Regions from separate parts of the Zea mays genome. Here region 2 is linked to region 1. The links are chromatin contacts, called in public Hi-C maps. All regions are on one chromosome and are shown on one strand. The core of a region is the stretch at or near the end of the contact, and the rest is flanking DNA. Distances in the headings are between cores, read along the strand shown. Region 1 holds the start of LOC100279294. Region 2 holds the start of LOC100283054 (gtk16 protein).

Evidence for each region. A called contact is a pair of places that touch in the nucleus more often than the background predicts.
Region 2: a contact with region 1 is called in a Hi-C map of leaf, with 7 times the contacts expected there. The contact joins the promoter of LOC100283054 here to the promoter of LOC100279294 in region 1. A contact is called at or near these places in 3 of 25 Hi-C or Micro-C datasets (ear and leaf).

What each region holds. Positions count from the first base shown.
Region 1 is chr1:271,575,126-271,577,808 of Zm-B73-REFERENCE-NAM-5.0, forward strand. LOC100279294 reads right to left here and starts at 1,376. Exons shown (of 9, transcript NR_158727.1): 1 at 116-1,376.
Region 2 is chr1:271,756,094-271,758,776 of Zm-B73-REFERENCE-NAM-5.0, forward strand. LOC100283054 (gtk16 protein) reads left to right here and starts at 1,378. Exons shown (of 4, transcript NM_001155956.1): 1 at 1,378-1,830. The coding sequence starts at 1,571.

The DNA of each region.
Region 1 (2,683 bases), core at 126-2,625:
ATGGTTGGAGATGGTATTAGACCAAAGGCTTATATTTTGAGGTGACTGATGAGTAACAAAGTAATTATGCAAACAACATGATATCACAGTAATATTCATAAGCACGGGGACTTACTCACTGATCCCCTCGTACACCATCCCAAATGAGCCGCTTCCCAGAAGAGCACCACGCATCCATGATTTAATGTTCCGCTTGAACTTGCCATTCGGTGAAATGATGAACATGGCCTCCGTGGTTGTACTGGACGCGTCATCATCATTCGTCGTCGACAATGAAGAAGTTCCAGTGAACCCCTCGAAAGTCTCTCCTATCCTCAATTCCTTCAGCTCGCCCTCCACCGCTGCGTCCCCATCCTCAACATCATTCTCTTCCTCTTTGTCCGAATTGCAACGACTGTCGACACTTCCTCCCAGTCCCAGTTCACTTCCCTGATCCCTGGGAGCAAACGACTGCACAATGTCCCAAGCGGACCCAGTCATGTCATTGTCAACGAAGGACCTCCTAACTGGCGGAGGAGCTAGTGCACCAATTGGCGGAGGCGGGGAGAGTAAAGGCGGCCGTGCACCCCGTATCCCTACCTCCCCGCCTCCCCTCCTTGGCGAAGGCAGGGGCAAACCCCCGACGGGAGCCACGACAGCAGAGGCAGGGGCAGCGTTGGGTGACTCCTCGGGCGCCGCAACGGTAGGCTCCTCCGCCGACTCGGTGGCGGTGGAAGCAGGCGAAGAGTGGAGTGACTCCTCGGGAATGGGGGCAGGGAAGGAGCGAGTCGGCTGAGCACCGGGCGCCGAGACCGCCCGCGCAATCGGCGAGGTTTCGTCGGCGGGTGTGGACGGGTCGAGGCGGGAGCGCGGGAGGAGGTCGGAGTTAGACCGCGACTTGCGCGCCTCCCAGGCCGCGACGGGGACGGCGAAATCCTCGGGCCCCGAGAGCCCCAGGCTGCGGCAGAGCTCGTCGACCTCCCCCTCCACGCTCCCGCTGATTCGGAGGTCCGCGCCGGGGGCAAGGTCCAGGGAGCGCGAGGGCCGGAGCCCCGGCGAGCGCTGCTGCTCCGCGGAGGACGAGGACGACCACGACGCGGACGCCCCCGCGCTCGCCTCGTACTCGATGCGCTTCACTGCGTTGCGGCGATCCAACCGCGGGCTCCGTCCGCGGCTCCCGCTCCCGCCGCCGCCGCGGCTGCTGGAGTCCATGGAGGCGTCCGCCCCGCCGCGGCGGCGGCCGGAGGACGAGCCGGAGGAGGACTGCTTACGGCTCCACGAGAACATCTGGATCCATACAGGGGGAGCAGCTCACACCTAAAATCTAAGCTCCATGGGAGCCGGAGCGCGTCGGGATTCGGACTCGGTTTCGCACACGCTGTTGCGCCGCAGCATCGGGGAAGGATTGGGGGAGGAGCTTGACTGCTTGCGAGAAGGGTATGGCGTGTGCCTTGGCATCGTGGTTGGAAGTGAAATTTCATTCTACAATACACTGCACAAGCGGCGAACACTCTTTCGGGTCTATGCTAGGTGGGCCGCAATTACGCAGGGCCCAGTGGAAGAGACGTGGAGGCTAGCGGCTGGCAGTTCTGTGGGTGGGTTTAAGGAAGTGGCGGAGCACTGGCGGGACGCGGGTTGACTGCGACGACGAAGGGGTGGTGCGGTAAAGAAGGGGTTGAGACAGACCCGCGTGGGGGCCGGCGTCAGTGGAAGAACACGAAGGAAATGGCTGCCGTCGGCTTGGTGGATGTGAGGTCAGTGTGGGCGGGACGGGAGCGGGAGCCTGTAATGGCCTAATGGGAACGGGGCTGCAGCCTAGACTAAACCTCCACGCTGTCAACGGCGGCGGCCGCGCACTGCGGCGGTTACCGGTGACTATAGGTGTACATTCGTGCCGCCCGACCCGGCCCAAGTCCAAAAAGGCCTGTATTATTTGAATTTCAGGCTGGCCCATGGGCCTAGTCCTCGGCCCACGGCCCGACCCATAATTGCTTAAACGTGTCGGACTTATTTCGGACGGCCCGAAATTATAAAAGCCCGAAATTCAATTTTTGGCCGAAATTCACATTAGGGCTCGAAATTCAATTTTTGGCCCGAAATTCAGTTTTTGGCCCAAAATTCACATTAGAGCCCTAAATTCAAAATAATAATAAAACAAATAAAAGACAAGACAAATAAATTTGAACAAAATCAAACTTAATATTTATATTAAAGTTACCACAGCTATGAAATGACTACCTTGTTTATAAATCATTTTGTTAGAAGGAAAAAGAGTATAATCAGCTCGATACAAAGTCTGTAAGTTCAATTTATTGTCTAATGTTCATAACAAAAGTAAAATTACATGACACACTCTAATTCAAAGCTATAAAAAACATTTAACTAGCGTTATCTCTAGCTTTGTGTTCTTTATCAAGTATATGAAAGTGTAGAATAAAGTGTGGTTTTAATAAATATATAGGCCTTTTCGTGCCTCTATATGTCATTTCGTGCCTGCTTTAAACGGGTCGTGCTCGTGCCCGCCCATGGGCCATGACCTCGGCCCAAACCCGACCCGATATAACGGGCCGACGGCCCTAAATTATTTTGGGTCATGTCGTGCCTGGGCTGTGTTTTTTTTCGTGCTTCGGATCGGCCCATCAGGACCGGCCCAAATGTACACCTATGCCGGTGAGGCAGGCAAGAAAATATGTAGTACCTCAGT
Region 2 (2,683 bases), core at 128-2,627, 180 kb after region 1:
TTGAAAGACAAATACCACTATATGGATCTACAGTTCTGTGTAAGTTGAAGTAATTAGTCTTTATTCATATAAGTGTGTTCATTATATCATTATTTTACTAACAAAAAGTAGTCCATAACTAAATTTGGTCGAGACCCTCGCCTTCGTGCAAAGCCAGATATCAACATGTTGGCAAAATTATTAGAATGTTGGCCTACCATAGAGTACGATGTTTCAGATTGCAAACAAGTAAGCTATACTCTTTCATCATTTTTGTAATCTTGTTTTTTTCTCTTACTTGAACTATTTTTTTAAATTGTAGATTCTATTGTCCGATTCTTTCTTGGGTCACTTCACCTTATATGTACTTAACATGGACACTAGAAGCATCTATATAATGTACTCCATGCCTATACCATCATGGTTTAAGGGTGATGATCCTAACATGCATTATATCCATAAAATACATTATATTGGCAATAATATGAATGCTGCCATGGAATTGGCCAATCCTATATGGAAAGACGATATTTATATGTGGTGTCGTATAGTACCAACATGAGTTCTAAGAACATTAAACTGGTAATTTTTTTAACCTGAACAACTTATTAATTTGGTCTACATATATGTAACAACATATTATTTTAATTTGTAGGGATTTATCCGCCTTTCTTGTTATCAACTTTATGCACGTTTGGAATGGTATAAGGTTATCCTGCATTTGCACCGTGAGTACCCTATTTGTTCCAATACTTTGTCAATATCGTTCTTCTATAATTGATTATTAATTGAGTTCAATGATATGTAATAATGAATATGCAGAATGGGAATGTCTTGAGGACCAAATTTTTAGTAGAATTAATGAAGTACAAGGACAATGAATCCAAAGACAACATTCCAGAAGAAATACAAGAAATTATTAGACACATCAGATAAATATGATTTTATTTGTAATGATACTCAACTTTTACAGAAAATTATTATCCTTAATGTATATTCACTTCATTTTAATTTGTCGTCTTACTAAGATTTCAGCGTTTATTAATAATAATAAACAAATATTCATATTTTTGCACATCTTATTATCCTAATTAATTTTTATTGTCTTTTAGGTTCGTTGTATCGTTAATACGGGCATACTACTAGTATTTATAGAGGTAAAGATAGGTAAAGATGAAAATACTGTACTTGTCGTCGTAGTGTCACGAGGAAGTCTTGGTCACCAGAGGCCCGGGAAATAACTGGGCCAAGTCCAGGCCCTGTAGACAAGTCAAAAGACAAAATACACATCCGGGCACATCCCACCCAATCGACGTGCCGGATCAAACACGCCCCCCCTCCAAAAGAAAAAAAAACAAAAAAGCCGAACAAAAAACACGACGCGGCACAGAACATAGCACCGCACCACCGCACCGGGCCTCCTCCGAGTCTCCGACCTCCTCCTGTCTTCGGTGTCGTCGCCCGCCTCCCCATGAGGCCGCCCTCGAGACATGCCTCGTAGCCTCGGCGTCAGTAGCAGCAGCAGCACCAGGCGCTCCCTCCGCGTCGCGCCCCCCGCCTCACCCCCGCTGCGGCGGCCGCCGTCGCCGGCATGGCCATGCCGTTCGCGCGCCGCGACATCGAGGCGGCGGGCGCCGGCGCCAGCAGCGACGACTCTCCTGCCGCTAAGAAGGGCAAGCCCGAGCTCGCAGGGGCGCGCCCGGCTTTGACGAGGTCCGAGGCGTTCGCGTTCGCGGCCGTGCTCGCGCTCTTCACCGCCGGGATCTTCTGCGTCTTCCTCACCGCGCCACGCGGCGAGTTTGGGCAGATCCTCCGCCTCCCGCGCAGCCTTGCCGACGTCCGCCTTCTCAAGTACGCATATCCCTGCCCGCTTTCTCTTTGTTCCCCCGATCGGCCTTTTATTTGGATCAGGCTTATTTCGTATCTGAGGCGCGTAGTGTAAATCATGCTGCAAGCATGGTATCTATTGATTAATTAGTGCTACTTTGGATGTGATTTCGGATGCCGATTTCTGAGGACTAGGCTGTTCTTCAACATCAGAATAACTTGATGGAGGTGTGAGATTTCGTGATGCGTGAGATCGAAGATGAACACATGGTTCAGTCAAATAATACTGAAGCTATGTTTTAGTAGATGCAAATTTAGACAGTTAGGAACATTTGATATGTTGGTTACCAATTTCAATGAAGGGGACAAAAGAGGGCTCCTTTCCTATCTGATCTTGCAGCGACTCCACATGGGAGACGTTGTCTAAGTCAAAACCTCGTTAGGAATAAGCCAAGACTAGGAGCTAATTGGCTGTACTGCCTGTACAGAGTTCAATAGCGTAAATGTCGTGGACAGCGACTGGCTTTCTTTCTTGCTGTAAATTCTATCTCTCGGGAGTCAGTACTCAGTAATCAGTAACACTATAATTCTTCTCAGGTTATTTAGCAGGGGAAATTTGCAAGTATATTGGGCTTGCAAGTCAATTTTTCAAAGCTTCCCATTACCATCATCCATACAAGAAAGATGCTACCCACATTTATGTTGGGTTTTACATGTTAGAGAAGTATTTAGTTGTAGATATAATATAAGCACTGGCCAATGCTGTTGTGGTACCAAATTAACTAGTTACAGTTTTTTTTGGGACTACTGTACCATTACCATTTTTGTTGAAAAAAGTAAATATTCCCATTCTATCCATACCTCCTGTTGAGGTTTG